2 separate regions of the Danio rerio genome follow, and region 1 is linked to region 2. The links are chromatin contacts, called in public Hi-C maps. All regions are on one chromosome and are shown on one strand. Each heading gives the region's core, a stretch centred on a gene start, on an enhancer-like site or on the middle of the called end of the contact. The rest is flanking DNA. Distances are from core to core; before and after follow the strand shown.

The links. Hi-C and Micro-C count contacts between places; a contact is called where the count stands out from the background.
Region 1: a contact with region 2 is called in a Hi-C map of an unstated tissue, with 5 times the contacts expected there. The contact joins the enhancer-like site here to the promoter of efnb3a in region 2. A contact is called at or near these places in 2 of 18 Hi-C or Micro-C datasets (caudal fin and an unstated tissue) and 1 of 4 datasets of contacts at active chromatin or transcription factors (gastrula embryo).

Annotation. Positions count from the first base shown.
Region 1 is chr10:27,486,171-27,489,102 of GRCz12tu, reverse strand. All of the region lies in intron 2 of efnb3a (ephrin-B3a), which reads right to left. Among named protein-coding and RNA genes, the nearest start is that of efnb3a, 55 kb to the right of the region's middle. Within about 2 kb of position 1,477, at least 5 of the 62 cell types and tissues checked have an H3K27ac peak or open chromatin away from gene starts, as enhancers often do.
Region 2 is chr10:27,431,071-27,433,879 of GRCz12tu, reverse strand. It overlaps efnb3a (ephrin-B3a), which reads right to left and starts at 1,545. Exons shown (of 5, transcript XM_687578.8): 1 at 531-1,545. The coding sequence starts at 679.

The DNA.
Region 1 (2,932 bases), core at 228-2,727, 55 kb before region 2:
AGCTTTTCTCCCTTCTCAGCTGTAACTTAGATCATTTCTATTTGCAGTTATTGCTGTGGCACCTCTTGCGTGAACTGTTATATGTTCTCAGGGCTTACCTGTACTCTGCTTTGCCCAAAGATCCCATCCCCAGCCAGGTGGTTGTAGTGCTCACCACCGTGAAGCAGGCTGCCTTTGTGCCTAATAAACTGGCCTTATTTTGCACGCACCCCTGGTGTATTGTCTGCCCATTCTCACAAGTCTCATACACCAGTCTTTTCTGATCCTTCCTTTAACAAACGAATGAATCGCCCACTGTAAGCGTGTAGACTGCTAAATCAATTATTTCCCCTCACACTTCCAATAATATCCAGGTAAGCACAGCCTCTTCATGACTCATGACTTCAGGATCTGTTTGTCTTCGCGGCTGTGTTAGTAGGCGGGGCGCAAGTTTAAATTTTCCCGGGTGTGCGCCCACAACAATTCTGTTTCGTAGTCAGGTCACGCCGAAAGACTCGTTATGAAGATTCATTCTAACCACTATGAGTCGACTCTTTTTTTTAGATGAATCAATAGTTTTAAAAACTCTCCACTTTCAGATTTAAGCCTTAGCTGGATATTTCACTTCACTTTAATCTGTGTTACACACAACATGGAAGCTCATTTTCGAAAACACACAATAGGGGCTCTTTAAGCAATGTATTTTTGATTGTCTGCAGAAGAAACACTGTTATACAATGACTTGAATAATTACTCAAATTAAGCCTTTATATTGCACTTTAATCTGAATGCTTGTATTTTGAAAAATATCTAGTAAAATATTATGTGCTGTCATCATAGCAAAGATAAAGGAAATCAGTAATTAGAAATTAGATGTCAAAACTATTATGTTCAAAAATAAGTAAAAAAAGAAAACTTATTTCCATTAAACAGAAATTGGGCAGGAAAAGGATTGCTAATAATCAGGAGAGCTAATAATTCTGACTTCAACTGCATATATACTGTCATATATACACATTTGTTATTTTATTTAGCCTATTTTTATTACACACAAATATGTGTAAGCATTTGAAAGCTGCTGTCTGCCACACTGAGTCAATAAAACATTGAGTCTGCAGTTTATCATTGACTTGTTAGCGAAGAACCCTTACTTTTGACATCCCTACAAACAGCTAAGCAAGGAAAGAGGAAGAGGATAAGCGGAGAGGTGTGTAGGCGTGGAAAAACAGTAGTCTGGAAGGTGCTGATGATGGTTGTGGAAGACAAGAGGCCGTGGGTTTAACAAAGAAGATGAAAAGCAGACATGACACACACTGCAGTTCAGACTTTACAGTCTACATGTTCTCCCGGCAGTCGAAAAATCACAGACGAGAGAGCACAACGGATGACTTCAGTAATTGAGATGATGATCTGCGATGATGTAGATAAAAGCATGTCTGGAGTAGACATGAAAAAAGAAAACAGTCAAAGAACATTCCGAAAAAAAAACCTCACATGCTGACCCGCTATGCCTCTCTCCCAAAATTCCCCTGCTCCCTACACAACCCCCACCTGTGAAAGGGGGATTGACCCATGATGACCAATGATGGGAGCAACAACAGCTCGAAAAGATGGTTTTAACCCCCGACAAATCAGGCCAGCGACCAAGTCAACCTTTTCAGCCCACTAGGAATTAGCACAATCTGTTTGGGCTGCACAAACCCAGAGTAATTTTCCCTAAGTAAGCTCAAGTTCCTGCTGGCAAGAGGGCCTCCATGACCTCATTATCTGGCAGCTGTGCCAGGGCAGGCCTAAAGGGGGCAGCACGCAATATGAGACACATTTTGCGTGTGTGAGAGATTATCTGTGAATACATTCCAACCTACAGAAAAGGCCTTTCATTAAAAGCAAATATCTCCGATAAAACCATGCCAGGGCCAGCTTGTCCAAGGACACCATGAGAAATGTTTTCAAGGATGCGTTTACAGTGCAGTTCTGATTCATTTAATCATGGATGCATAACGTTTAGGCATTCAGTTTTAACATTATCACTATTACAAATAAATATAAAAGCTTGGACAGCTTTTACTAAACACCCAAAACAATGCTCTGTACTGGACAAATTGTACAAGCTATGTGTGTTTATGCATCTGTACCAGCTGTGACTACACAACGAGCTTATGAAATGGGTAGTCAAATCAAGGAACTGGGAGTGAATAAACCTTACTGTCCATGCATTAAGAGGCAGACTAGCAGTTAGCAGATGTTGCAGTCTTCAGGCTTCTTGTTAGCATGCCCACCTCTTCCATGCTGGAAGAGTTTATTCAAACCCAGCTCAGATCAGAGCAAGCAAAACTTAAAAGGTTGTGTTGGTGCCGTGACCCTGATGGGAATGAGGTTAAGTAGTGTGAGTATAATGCTGCGTTCACTCCAGACGGGGATGAATCAAGCATCAAGCTCAAGTGATTTACATGCTAAGTAAATGCAAAAACGCAAATAGACATAATGCATCGCAAAACACAAATGAAGCGCGATAAAGCATCAATCACGAGTGATTTACATGTTAAGTCAATGCAAAGAAACGAATAGACATCCCGTGGCACAATACACGCAAATAAAGCACGGATGAAGCGTCAAGCGTGAGTGATTTACATGTTAAGTCAATGCAAAGAAGCGAATAGACATCCTGTGGCGCGATACACGCAAATAAAGCGTGGATGAAGTGTCAATTGCGAGTGATTTAAATGTTAAGTCAATGCAAAGATGCGAATAGACATCCTGTCGCACAATGCTGAATCGCTTGAGTTGGAAAATTTGAATTTTTGCGGATATTGGCGCCATGTTAAACAGGAGCTTGCTTTTTGTAGGGGCATGATTATGACGTAGCGCCTGTTGTTAATGTTCCGAGGGCAAATCCTCCTGCTGACACCAGACAACAGCTCCACAAACTAGGCTCGGCTCACTGATGTAGGTA
Region 2 (2,809 bases), core at 296-2,795:
CCTTAAAAATATCCTTGATGTTTTTGTTAAGTTTATTCTTGTAAAAGGAGTTCATTATGGATGCTCCGAAGAACTTTTTGCATTCATAAAACTTTTTTTTCGTTCCATAAAAGGTTCTTTAGTGTAAAAGGTTTTATATAATTCTAAAATTCACTTCATAAAAAAGAAAAAAGGGGATATTTTAACATCTCTCTATTGAAAAGTTCTCGGTTAGACCCAAAATAGTTCCTATATGGCATAACTGCAAAAAATTTCAGAATCTTCATTTCTAAGTCAAAAAAAAAAGTTACTACTTTTTCTTGGGTATAAAATTCAGTTTGCTCTAGTTTACCACCTGGAAACATAAAATCTGACAAGTTTACCACCTGGAAACATAAGATCTGACATGTAATACATTCTTGTTTTCATATTTAAACAACAAATACAAATAATTAAGTCCTACCCAATTGGTGAAAATTTTATTCTCAATTAGTCTTTATAAGATTTAACTTACTGTAAACTTGCATCTGAGTTCTCAATTGACCACATACCTTCTATTTAAAGTGTTCCAGTAGACTGGCTCCATGTTGGTCGCATCCACTGCTAAACTCTCCATCAGGAAGATTAATAGAAATCCCAAAGCACTGACCCAGTCCGAGAACGCCATGGCCACCCAGGCTCCCCTCGTCTGGATTCCCATGTTCCTCTTATAAGACAAATGAATGGGACCTAATAGAGACAAAAGACTAGTAGAGGGCTGAACTTCACCAGATCCCTCAGCGCTTGAGGAGGTGCTGTGACCGCAACATCCACATCTGAAACACCCGGAGCTCAAATCTCTGAATGTTTGTGGAAGAAATCAGATTCAGAAACATCAACCTCCTTTGTTCCATTCAAAGCAAGCAATGACCTCAAATGAAAGTCGCAAGTATTGTCAGATTTGAGAAGGCACTGCCATATGCTCAATGTATGAATCTGATTCGAGGTGAATTTCAAACAATGTTATGATTGTGGATGTGGTGAAGTTGAAGGTTTTGAAGTGCACGCAGACTGATGCGGGGCGCCAGGTCCACTGCGGGTGATTTTTAGAAATGTTTCTCCATCAACCGCAGCATTAGCATTTCTATCAAGGACCCCAAGTTGTATTTTGACTCCCGATGAGACACTGAACATCCACCCTGAACAAATAACTCAGTCATTCAGCACACAAAAGTGTCGTCCGTCAGCGTTAGTGCAGGAAACGTTTTCTGAGGTCCAAAATCAAACTTTTCGTTCATCCAAAACATTCACGTAACGTTTTATTCATCCAAAACATTCACGTAAATGTGAGGTCCAGTCCTGCAACAACGGTGAGGATGTCCACCAAGACTTACTCAATGAATTAGAGTTCGACTGGAAAAACAAGAAACACAACCGGTTTGGGGCATTAAAAGAAACAATGTGACAATAATCGATAAGAGTCGATTATAATAGACGCCGAAAGGTAGGAAACAAGAAACGAGGTAGTCCTGTGGTCAACAGAAACAACGCGTGCCGTTCGCTCCGTCCGATTCTCTGCTGCTCTGCAAAGTCTCGAGCTTTGACTCGCGCGCCGGCGGCATTGTTGCCAGATCCCCAGAGAAACAAGCAACCAGGTTTGAAAATACAAGCTTAAACGAAATAGTAATTGACGGCAATTGCGTTGATTTTAAAATGTTTGGCGATTATACCATTATCATGTTTAACTGTAAATACAGTAAACAGTTTAATTTAACAGATTAAAACACGTATTTAATAAAGTACATATTTAAAAAGACGCTACAAACACATAACATTACTAATTGTGATATAATAGTAATATTTGTTGTTGTTTTTTTTCATTGAGTGAAATGTGTTGCTTTTTTTAATTGCTTATAATAAGCGGACATGGCAACAACTGCTGGTGGTGACCGCGTTTGATAGACTGCCAGAAAGGAGAGTTTGGATGTTTTGAGAAAAGCTTCTCTCATGAGGATTTTGTTTAGTACTCTCAAATTTAAATGTCACTACAGCTTATCGGGCAACGAATCAAACATATTGGCTGCGGGGTCGGAAGGGTTTGAAGTATTTGAATGAAACAAGGAACCCGCCTCAACTTTAGTCTAGTTGCTCGAGGCGTATCAGGATAGGGTTTGTTTAGTTAAACCTTATGCCTCTAAAAATTGCCTCTAAAGATAGCACAAAAGGGCAAAACTGGTTTGTTAAGGGAATCTACCTGTAAAATCATTGAATACGCCTACAGTTTGATCCTAAAGAACACAAAATTAAAAAGAACACTAGAGTCCATCTTACAATGTTAAATATCAAACATTGAGACCTATAATAATCTAGATTATTGAATCTTTTGCCATGTCACTCAAGCTTCTCTCTTAGGATCTGAAGAAATGTGAACGTACTGCCTCATAGTGGAGAACAGCTGCAAAGCATGTCAAAACTCCCAAATAATGAACAACAGAGGCGGTGATTTGGGGGTCCTAAGCAATTCCAGGTATGGGTCCCAAGCAATGAAACTCGAAAGATTCTCTTTCTCTAGATATTCCTTTCCCTGTAGATTTGTTTTGTAAATAAACTGCGTGTTAAAAATATATCTTAAGAGGAACCCCTGGTTAAAAAACAACAACAATAAAATCTTAATGGTTAATCCTAAAAGAGAAAAAAGCAGCAAAAATATTAAGATGGGTTGAAGATGATATTCAATTTAAGCCAGTAAAACTAGATTTAAGATTTAAACAGTGGAGTTTGCAAGGTACAACATCCTTCTGTCTCATCACTACTGATAATGAATTAGAAAGTTTTCAACAACTTTTGAATA